Regions from separate parts of the Gossypium hirsutum genome. Here regions 1 and 2 are each linked to region 3. The links are chromatin contacts, called in public Hi-C maps. All regions are on one chromosome and are shown on one strand. Each heading gives the region's core, a stretch centred on a gene start, on an enhancer-like site or on the middle of the called end of the contact. The rest is flanking DNA. Distances are from core to core; before and after follow the strand shown. Region 1 holds the start of LOC107910157 (probable inactive receptor kinase At1g48480). Region 2 holds the start of LOC107910679 (prostaglandin E synthase 2). Region 3 holds the start of LOC107908491.

What was found. A called contact is a pair of places that touch in the nucleus more often than the background predicts.
Region 1: a contact with region 3 is called in a Hi-C map of leaf, with 2.3 times the contacts expected there. The contact joins the promoter of LOC107910157 here to the promoter of LOC107908491 in region 3. A contact is called at or near these places in 2 of 34 Hi-C or Micro-C datasets (both in leaf).
Region 2: a contact with region 3 is called in a Hi-C map of leaf, with 2.6 times the contacts expected there. The contact joins the promoter of LOC107910679 here to the promoter of LOC107908491 in region 3. A contact is called at or near these places in 2 of 34 Hi-C or Micro-C datasets (both in leaf).

Annotation. Positions count from the first base shown.
Region 1 is chrD02:42,123,648-42,127,560 of Gossypium_hirsutum_v2.1, forward strand. LOC107910157 (probable inactive receptor kinase At1g48480) reads left to right here and starts at 1,940. Exons shown (of 2, transcript XM_016837930.2): 1 at 1,940-3,637. The coding sequence starts at 2,266.
Region 2 is chrD02:42,180,591-42,184,528 of Gossypium_hirsutum_v2.1, forward strand. LOC107910679 (prostaglandin E synthase 2) reads right to left here and starts at 1,646. Exons shown (of 6, transcript XM_016838629.2): 1 at 1,188-1,646; 2 at 108-242. The coding sequence starts at 1,527. It overlaps LOC107908390 (a long non-coding RNA gene), which reads right to left. Exons shown (of 3, transcript XR_001687007.2): 1 at 3,904-3,938; 2 at 3,423-3,537; 3 at 3,022-3,257.
Region 3 is chrD02:42,463,374-42,467,227 of Gossypium_hirsutum_v2.1, forward strand. It overlaps LOC107908491, which reads left to right and starts at 1,997. Exons shown (of 4, transcript XM_016835668.2): 1 at 1,997-2,313; 2 at 3,716-3,854. The coding sequence starts at 3,730.

The sequences.
Region 1 (3,913 bases), core at 690-3,189, 340 kb before region 3:
TTTTACAAATTTTACAATTTAATCCTTAACATCATGAAGATTCATTATTTATTATAATTTCACCTTAACATCACTTTGTAATCAATTCACTACTTATCATAATCTCAAATTTATGTTTGTTTCATTAAAAACAACTTTTAAAAAATATTTTCAGGAAATTTTTCAAACAACAAAAAATATTTTACACAGATTCATCCAAACATAAAAAAATATTAGCTTTTCTAGAAAAGTAAGTCATTTTCCAGAAATTATTTTTCGGAAGTCATTTTCAGTGAAGCAAATGGAGTCTAAGACTTCAGACTGGGTTTCAATTTAATTCAATATAGAGTCGGATTAGATTTTTAAATAAAGAGTAAGTTTTTATTTTATTTATTTGGTTAAAATATAAAATTTTGACATTTAATCCACAGAAATTCAAATTATTTAAAAGCATATTTTGTTAAATTATTGTTAACTATAAATGAAGTTAAAATTTTTATTAAAATGCTAAAAGTGAAAATTGATTCTAAAAATAAAGGGAAAAAATTAAGACAAAATAATTGATAATACAAAAACCTCACTAATAATAATATCAATTAAAAACTAAGAACATATAAACCACAAACAAAATGTAATATAAGAGTAAAATATTTTTAATATAATAATAATTGAAATATGTTAAATTTGTTAAATAGGTAATTAATCAAAGTTAATTTATAATTGTTTTTTTTCATTTTTCGCTTTAATGAAAGTTAATCAAAGTTATTAAGAATGCAAATGAAGTTGATATTTTTATAGGCATAATAACTTATTTGGCTCTCTAATTTTAAAAAATATATATTTTAGTATTCCATTTAAAATTTTGCCTCTTTTAGCTTTTAAACTTATGTCATTTCTCAAATCACCTTAAAATAGATAGTAAAATTACATTTGTTAATTTTACTGACATGGTATTCACGTGTATTTCATGTTAGCAATTAATTAAATTTTTTAAATTTTAAAAACATTATAAAAAATTTTTAATTTTTTTAAAAATTAAATAATTACTAACATGACATACACGTGGATATCATGTCAATAAAATTAATAAACATAATTTTTCTATCTATTTTGAGGTGATTTGACAAATAGTATAAACTCTTGGACTAAAATATTTTTTTCATAAAATTAAAGGGCCGAATAAATTATTATACCCATTTTTCAGAATACCTACTTCTATCCCTAATCTTTAAGAACACCCTTTTAGTTACTGCAATTAACAACTTTGCCGAAATTATTTAAAAAAAACATGTGATAATAACACAATATTACCTGCCCGAAACAATATTTTTAAACAAAAAATAATTATTTTATTACCGAAAATCTCATCCAAACATTCCCATATCAATTATTTGCCAACAAAATCATTCTTCGTACAGAAAGAAAGCTTTGAATTTGATAAGGGGAAAAACTTTTCGCCACTTTATCCAAACAAAAAAAAACACCTTATAATCATAAAAATTTATATTTTTTATTTATTTAAAATTATCTTTAATTCTTATGTGTCCCAACCCAATCAAAGTCACATTTCTCTGCACCAACAATAATATTGATACTAATAAATTGAGAACCAATCAAGTATGTTTTACTAATTATAACATTCATCCATCTAAATTGGAATGAAAAATATTAATAATTCCGAATTAGTGAATATTTTAATTATAATTAATGGGTTGCAGCAGTTAAAGCGCCGAAGACTGAGGCTTCGTTTGGATGGGCGATTGACTGTGGTGCGGTGCGTTTAACTTACTTTTTATCTCACGCTACAGTATCGCTACAGTATCTAATCTCACCGCCACCGCTGTTTTCCAAACTCACCCTGAAGATGCATCAGTAGGAAAAGGCCAAAAACGAATGGCTTGTTGTTTGTACTAAAAACGTTCTAATTTACGTATTTAATAATAATAATAAAGGAAACCTAAGAAAGACAAAAAAGAACAGAAAAAAAAGGGAAACGGGGTTGACGAACCAGCTGCAGCCATCCTTACTGTAAAACAGCTAGGGTTTGCCTTACTCTATTCTTTCTCTCTCTTTCTTGTTCCTTTTTGGCACTCATCACTACCCACCCACTCTTTACCTATCAACACAGAAAAAATGCTCTCTCATTAACACTTTTTCTTTTCTTCTTGCAATGCCTCCAATCTAGGCCGAAAAGGGAGAAAAGAAAGCTGTTTCAGATCAGTATCCCACCCACATTATCCTATTATATTCCTATCCTTGTTCTCCTTGTCTTCGCCATCACCCAAAATGTTCACCCAGTTTTTTTTCATTGCCATTCTTTCTTCACTCCTACTGCAGGTGGCCAAACCAGATCTTGTCACCGACAGAGCTGCTCTTTTGAGCCTTCGTTCCTCAGTCGGAGGCAGAACCCTCTTATGGAACGTCTCGAACCAGAGTCCATGCTCGTGGGCTGGGGTTACGTGCGAGCGGAACCGCGTCACAGTGCTTAGACTACCTGGTGTTGCTCTCTCTGGCCAAATTCCGACTGGCATTTTCGGGAACTTGACTCAGCTGCGCACCCTCAGTCTACGTCTCAACTCGTTAACTGGACCACTCCCTTCGGATCTTGCTCTCTGTCAAAACCTCCGAAACCTTTACTTGCAGGGAAACCATTTTTCGGGTGAGATACCGGAGTTCCTTTTTGGTCTTCATGATTTAGTGAGGCTAAGTCTTTCTGGGAACAACTTTTCTGGGGAAGTCTCTGTTGGGTTCAACAATTTGACGAGGTTAAGAACTTTGCTTCTTGACAGCAACAGTCTTTCTGGGTCGGTACCTGAGTTGGGTTCTTTGCAAAACCTCGACCAATTTAATGTGTCAAATAATTTATTGAACGGCTCAATCCCCAAGGGGTTACAGAAATATGGGTTCGATGCTTTTCTGGGGAATTTGCTTTGTGGGAAACCGCTTGACAAGGCTTGCCCTGCCACTGCTACTGCTGCTCCTGGGAATACAAGTGAGCCCGCCAATCCAACGAATGAGAATAAACCGGAGAAAAAGAAGAAGAGCAAGTTGTCTGGGGGTGCAATTGCAGGTATTGTTATTGGATCTGTGCTGGGATTTCTTCTGATTGTTGTGATTTTAATGATTTTATGTAGAAAGAAGAGTAGCAAGAAATCGAGGTCAATTGACATCACTTCGCTTAAGAATCAAGAAATGGAGATTCCTGGGGAGAAATCAGGTGGGGAAATGGAGAATGGTGGATATGCGAATGGGAATGGGAATGGGTATTCAGTGGCAGCGGCGGCAGTAGCAGCAATGGTGGGTGGTGGAGCCAAAGCGGCCGAAAACAGTGGGACCGGAGCTAAGAAGTTGGTCTTCTTTGGGAATGCAACGCGAGTGTTTGACTTGGAGGATTTGTTGAGAGCTTCTGCAGAGGTTTTAGGTAAAGGCACGTTTGGAACAGCATATAAAGCAGTGTTGGAAGGTGGAAACGCAGTGGCTGTTAAGAGACTCAAGGATGTCACTATATCTGAGAGGGAATTTAAGGATAAGATCGAAGGGGTTGGAGCTATGGATCATCAGCATTTGGTCCCTCTCAGAGCTTACTATTTTAGTAGGGATGAGAAGCTTCTTGTTTATGATTACATGCCCATGGGAAGCTTATCTGCGCTTTTGCATGGTGAGAGCATTTCATCCTATTCTTGGATAATTTATTCTTGTTTTGCTTTTTTCAGATTTATGTTATCATTTCCATTCTTCATCATCTGTTGATGCTGGAGTGGAGATAGTCACGGTCACTCCTTTTTTTACTACCATTATTTGTTATCATCTGACTCTTAGTTTTGGATCCTTTTGAAGTTTATCATAATCTGTACTATTTTAATTGTAACACTATTTATTAAATGTCATCGCTGTATCTACCTGAAGATTCTTTTGGTATGTCTTCATCATCTCT
Region 2 (3,938 bases), core at 396-2,895, 280 kb before region 3:
AATGAGCTTAAATAAAGTCAATAACTTAAACAGATTGTTAGGTCTTTAGGGATAATATAAAATAACCAATGAGAACTTAAACTATAAACAGTTTTGACAACAAGAACCTGATGAGTCCACCAGCTGTTGACCATCAACCATCAGAATAGGCACCTTCTTGTAATCAGACCACTTGATCTCTTTCTTACTAATGGGATTGACTTCCACCACCTTGTATGGTATATCATAGTAGTCCAAGAATGCTGAGAGACGATAAACATTATAGGAATCATGAAGTTACTAAGATTTTAATTAGTTGTCTTGTTACTGAGAATGTGCTTGGTTGAGTAGAAAAATGGAAGAACAGAAAGAATGGGTGGAAAAATGAGAAGAAAGTAAATTCTGAGTGTACTTGATAGGAAAGAGATAACTGGGAAGAAAGAAAACAAGAGAGAACCATTTTCAATCTTAATGCTTAAAAACAATTATTCCAATTCGGAATGATAAGAGGAGAGAAAATGAGAAAGGGATGTATGTTAGTTCAAAATTATGCATTTTTCAGAAGCTTTATTTTCTTCTCATTTTTTAACTCTATCAAGCAATGAAGGGAAAAAACTTACTTTTTCTTTCAATTTTTCCATCTTTTGTACCAAGAAAATCAATGAAAGGAAATATATATCATCTATCTTTTTATTTTTCTACTCCGTCAATCTTCCACCTTTCCAATTTTCTTTTCACACTATTAAGCAAAGCCTTATGTTTTGTCTTTCAACTTCCTAAAGTTGCTAAGAAAAATGCAAATTCTAGAAAGAAAAGTGTAGCTGACTAAAAAGGAAAAAGTGATTAGAATGCAAAACAGATTCTAATATAATTGTTTCATCAAAGAAAAATAATGCATTTGTTATGTTTTAAGTTTTCAGTTCTTCAAAAGAATCCTTCTCTCCATCACCATGGTAGTTACCAAAACATGTCTGATTTAAAAATGTAATATATAGCGAATAGTTAAAATGTTAGCATATTATCGTTTCCTTTAGAACTCACTAAAACTAACTATTTAATCATTCAAAACAGGTGAGAATTACTTATCCAAATAATTTTTTGGATTTACTTTTTGCTTAAAAATGAAGTTCTGAGTTCAAATTTGATTGGTTCTGTCAATTTTATTTGGTACGAATGCAACGGAAAGAAGAAAAACGAATACATACTACCTTTAACTTTATTACAAAATGGGCAGGCCTCATACTGATAAAGAACAACGTCCTTTGGGATGATTTCAGCTGGTGGCGGCTCCTTGGCGTAGACCGAAGCAGCAGTGGCCACAGAGGCGACAACGCCGACAAGGCCGAGAGAGACGGCTTGACCAGAGCTTTTCGAAAAGGAATTGAGAAGCGGAGAGAACCAATGGCGGCGAGAATTGGAATTGTCGGTTCTGCTGCTGCTAAAGAGCGCCACCCGGAGGAGACGAGGGTGAAGGTTGACTGTTCCTCCGTCGTGAACGGTGGAGAGGGTCCTAGAAAGGATGGAGGAGGTGAAGGAGGCCCTTCTCATTGGCGATCCTATAGCAGAGGGCAGATCTCGGCGCTTTGTGATTTGTTGAGGAAAGTTTCCCCCAAAATAAATGTGAGGGGTTTATGGCTTTGTGCATTTGGAAATAGGGGGTTTTGGTCATTGTTGAATCAGATAAAGGGTAAAAATGTAAAGGGCAAACGCTATAGTTCTTTTTTAATTATTTTTTAGTGAAGTTTTTTTAGGGTAAAAATATAAAAGGCTTTTTTTAATAAATGTTTTTAGTTAAGATTTTTTTATTACCACCATTGTCCATGTTGTTTGGGTCGGAATGACAGAGTGACCGTTTGTTTGCCAGTAAAATGTTTTTCGGAAAATGATTTTTGGAAAATGATTTACTTTTCTGGAAAATGATTTACTGAAAATATTTTCTGGTGTTTAGATGAACCTGTGTAAAATATTTTCTGTTGTTTGGCAAATTTCCTGAAAATATTTTCTGGAAAAGTTGTTTTTACATATATTAATATGCATATTAATAAATTTATATTTTAAATTGTTTTTACATATGTTGCAATGATTTATTTATAAATAAATAAATCAAATTAAATATATAATAATATTCAATTATTAAGCTATTTTATATAAACCGTTATAAATTAAAAACAACCAAAGTCAAATAAATTATTTGTAATTGTGTTATAAAAAAATAAAAAACAAGGATTGAATAATTATAAATTAGCTTCCAAACCACAATTAATATTAGAAATTAATAATATTATCCAAATGCATAATTAGTAGTACACCATATAATAACAACATTGTTCAAGTGCATAACTAATATTACACCACATTAAAAAGTATCAATATCTTCAACCTTAAGAAAATTTTTGAAGCCAAATTTTTTTATGCTTCTTACTGTGCATGATTCTGAAAGATGATAACCAATTAAAGGGTACATATAGCCTTCATTGACAGTTTTCTTAAAATATTATTGCATCATGTTTGCACATCAAAGAAAGGTTAATTTGAGATATTATTAGCAATATTCACCTTCTAGCCTTGTAATGCATCAGAACATGCAGGACAATAATGAAGTTTTCTTCAGGAAACCAATGGCATCTAACTTACCGAGTTAAGAAACTATCACAAGCATGCATTTTACAATGCAATGTCACAATATTGAAGTCTTCAACAGGCACCCTTAAAGCAAAGAAAGGTTATATAAGTACTGTTCTGCTGAAAAAGGTCACTAATGGCACAAGCTGAATCCTCAGTATGTGAGGCATTTAAATGTTTTAATGTTTATTCTTTATCAAAAGGGACACAAAAGCCCGTAGACCATTGTTTAACCCATGGTGAACTAAAACATGGACTATATAGGCATTGAAGACATAAGTGCCCTAATCGCATAAAATGTTTTTAGTGAGGAATCAACACCTATGCATTCTTTCAGAAGTTTAAACACAATCCTGAAGCCACTTCCAAACCCTTTTTGTCTATTTCAGGCTTCATCTACATGCACAACAGAGATATACATTTTCCAGGAGAAAAAACATCCATCATTTCATATCTGAATACACTTGTTTGGTACAAAATTGCTGAAATGAAAATTCTACAAACCTCAGTAAGAGAGATTTCAGATGTAATTTTTCAACAGACTAAGAGGGCAACTAGGGAATGCAAAGAAAGACAGTAGTAGAGTAGCAACTACATCATGGCTAAAGATCCAGAGCAGCGTGTTGCGCACATGCCTCCTATTGTTGCACCAGGCCCTGCAGGTCAACATGGTTTAAGATGATAATGTTACACTCAAGCCAATAAATAATATATAATATAATATATATGCTGCTTTCATCAAGGAGTGTAGCTGAATGTTGCAATAAGTTATTTTTCATTAAGAAAATGATATGTTGCAAGGATAACTCTAACAAACTGACCTGGATCAACAGGGAAAAATAAACCATAAGGCTCCAAGTATTCATTAAGTTCCATCCATCCAATTCCAGGCTCAACTACAACATCCATGTCCCAAATATGCAACGCCTTAACTCTCTACAAATTTAAAAAAAAATCACTCCTAATATCACAAATTAAAAAACCAAATGGATAGAATTGCAAATTCATTTTACACGATGGAACATTGATGATTTTATCACAAAAGTAATTGCAAATTCAAGTCAAATAATTGTCAAAAGAGTGTTATAATAAAGCTTCAGCTCAAACAATACAAAACATGTTTAGAATGAGTGCCACAATGACTAGATGCTAATAAAGCCCATGCTACAGGACAAACTTCATTAGAAGCCATTACTAGGAAGCACATTAAACAGTATCAATAAAATGCATGGTATAAAATTAAAAAGAGTTCATTCCAATCTTTTTTTTTTTAATTTATCTAGGAAATATGATTAAATATACCTTCATTAAGGTCATGTCAATGCAAACACCTCCAT
Region 3 (3,854 bases), core at 747-3,246:
CGTAGAAATGGAAAGCGAAACCGTGCCCATAATTGCAGTAGTGACAGGCAACCTCCGATTTTTGCTCTCCTTGGTTTGGTCGCCCCGCACATCTCCCGATATAATGTTGCCAAGACGGCAGACCCCCAACTAAATTCACCGGCTGCTCTAAAATCAACGAGTTTTAGCAGCCACCTTAGATGTACACGGCACCGTGATGTGTCGGCCATGAGATAGCCTCCAATTATTTGAAGAATGTATGATCGAGCATATCGGATTCTTTCAATCTCGGTTGAATTTTCATTCAGACCGGGGAAGGTAGCACGTAACCAGCCCATCTCCACCTTACCTCCTCCATTTTATCCTGAACGGCGCCCAAAAGCTTGTAGCACACCGCCTCCCAATTGCTAGATTGGGCAGACCCGGTCACTGGGTGCCCATCCACCGGCAATCCCAAATGCAGATGGACATCTTCTAGAGTGATAGTGCATTCTCCACATGGAAGATGAAATGTGTGCGTCTCAGGTCTCCACCTCTCGATCAACGCACTGATCAGTTTCAGCTCCAACTTGCATCCCCGGCCTACCGTCGCCACGTGCCAAAATCCCGCTTCCCGCAGGTAGTTCTCTACTAACGGTGATGGAGCATGCATATTCCGAATATTGCATTCCAATACCCGATCTTCAGCCTTTTATAACAAAAAATATATTAATAAATATCTAAAAATACATAAATAAAAATATCTTAAAAAAATTTAAAATTTAAATTTAATACTTACCATGTTCATTTGCTCCACCGATATGTGATTCCTATCAAGACGAATCAATGATCCGGCCATTGTTGAAAATATTAAAAATATTAAAATTATTTTAAAAAAATAAAAAATTTTAAAATTTTCTTAAAAAAATGAAATTTAATGGAAAAAGAAATTTAATATGGATTTGGAGATTTTTTGAAGGAAATTGAGAGGATTTTGGAAGGAATTTGAGAGTTTGAGAGAATTTTGGAAGGAAATTGATAGAAATTTTGAAGGGAATTGAGAGAAATTTTGAAAGGAATTGAGAGAATTTTTGAAAGAAATTGATATTGAATTTGTTTGTGAAAATAAAAGGGGTGGGGGGTTTATATAGTAAAAAAAAATTTGACCGTTGGGGGGGGGCAACAGTCAATTTTTTAACCGTTGGGCACTGTTCACGTGCGCGTCCACATCGCGTCCACGTCAGCGCGACCTTCTGCCCCGTCCCCTGACATCGCTCCGACGTGGCGCGATTTTGGGGGAAACGGCCCAGTCCGGTAAATAATTAAAAAATCGGCCTATTTCGATAATTTTATAAAAAATTTGGCTTTTTTTGGTAAATTTCTCAAATAATTACATATTCAATATAAATATTATATAAAATATTTTACAAGAGTTAAAATTATCCTTATTTCTAAAAATATTTTTGTCAAAATCAAAAGCTAGAAAATACTTTTTTTACTTTTGAGTTCAAAAGTACTTTTGAGAAGAAATGTCTATTCTTAAAAGCTTTTTGTCAAAATCAAAAGCTAGAAAATACTATTTTTACTTTTGGATTTAAAAATACTTTTGAGAAATAATGTTAAATTAAATCGTCCTCTTATATGCATTTAATTGGAGTTCCCCATATTTAAAAAATAAAACATGATTGATGGAATTGGAAGTTCAATCGCTGAATTAATGACTTAAAAACTTTCTTCATTTAATACAAAATTTTAGCCGCCATACTTCAAAAACAAAAACATAATCAATGGAATTGAAAGTTCAATCGTTGAATTAATTACATTAAAAACTTTTTTTCATTTAATACAAAATGTTGATCAGGACAATAGCAGGAAAATATCCATGGAGGAAATATAACAATAGACGATGACTGGCAGGGAGAAGAATATATTATATTTTTTATGACGTTAACACTAACTAATTTCTTTGTCTATATGAAAAAAGAAAAGAATAGAAAAAGAGTATAGATGATATGGATTGATGGGATGGAATACGGGTGGGTTGGGTTGTTTAGAAGAGAAGAGAAGAGAAGGGGCATAATGAAAATGGGCCGAGCTGAACATTGTAGCCGAAAGACAGCACGCACATGTTTGAATAGTAATATATATTAAACCCTGCTCCTGAAGTGAAGCGAGAAGAAAAGCCTCCCAGTAGTGGAGGAGACAGTGGAGAGACTCTGCAAAATTGCTGCCTTTTTCTCTTGCTGGCCTGCTGCTCCTATTACTACTATCACCCTCCTCTCCCGATTTCTCCCTTCAATTTCATGTAAATTAAATTACCCTTTGCACGTCTCCTTCAAACCCCGCTTTTCTCCGGTATTGCTTTTTCTTCTTTCTCTACCAAAACGCAACGTTCCTCCATTTATTCCTTCTTTCCTTACATTTTGATATTATTATTCTTAGAAAAAAACTTTTACTCCACTATAATCTATCTACACCTTCTCCACACATCATTGTTTGTTATATCTGAAATATTTGGTGTTTGTTTTGTTGTTGTTATGTCTCTGCCAGGGAGCTATATTTGTTTATTTATCAGTTTGAGATTGTTGTGGAGGGAATCGCCCTCCAATGTGCCTGATTAGATTTCAAAAGGATACATTGAATCGCATTTCTTGGATATTAGGGTTTTAATCTATACATTGAATCGCATTTCTTGGATTTTTTTTGTTTGAATTTCTTTTTTCATTATAACAAAAGCCTTCATTTTTTATTTATGATCCTTTTCGTCAGCTTTTATTATGTTCTTTTTATGGTTTTTTGTCTTGGGGAAAAAGTCGTGCTATGATATCAGTTGGTGAATAGCTGTGGCTAAACAAAGGATGATTATTCCATTTTTGAACAATTTCAGGGATGGCTTTAAAGAGAAAGCAGCTGTTTTGAACACAATAATAGCCATACTTTCTTCTTAAGACAAATATAGCATTACGCTAGAATGTCTTGCTTTGGTTTGTTGTTGTTATTGTGTACCTCCCCTGATTGACATGAATTGAAAAATGAGAAAATAAGGACCTTATAGCAAAGTCTATGATGGCGTTGGATTTCAGAGCACCCATTGTTTTATCACTGCAACTGAAGCCTCGAAATATCAAATTTCATTATATTTTTACTTATTTCTTGCGTTCACTACCTCATTAGAATTTCTTATTTTTACTTATTTCTTGCGTTCACTACCTCATTAGAATTTCTTACTCTGATCTTTATTTTAGTGGTGATTTTATAGGATATATCTCTAGTTACACTATTTATTACTTCATTTCTGTTGTGGTGAGATGGATTCCGGAGTAGTTTCCTATTACTATTTTGTGAGGCTTAATATTTAGCTTTATTATTTCTTTATTAGTAGGGCACCAAACTAACAAATGATATTGAATGTGGAGTTTACTAATCAATGGGAACTAGAATATTTCATTTTTTAGGTGGTGATCTGGTCTATAAATTCTTTGTATGTCCTGGATAGAGATTCTGGAGGATTCTTCATGTTGTCTACTAAAGTTTTTTGCAGCTATAGTTCCATGAACTTTATCGTTTGATCAGTTTGTGCTTTCAGCCAAAAATATTAGCACGAGGGCTTTAGAGGGTGTTTGCATTGATTAACTTCTAACCTGTTGCGTTTAACTGGTGTACTTTTGTGCTTGGGTAGGGTAGGGTAGCTCCTTGTTGCATTAAAATTGTTACATCTTTTTGTATGGTGATGATTGATCTGCCTTCTTAAGTGCAGTGGCTGGTTTTCTCATGGAGAGCTCTGATGATGAAAAGGATGGAATCTATGGAAATTTTGTGCCGAAAGAACTGGGCCATAATTTTGCATTGAATGGTACAAAGTTTGTAGATGAGGTCCTTAATGGACAGAGTGAGCG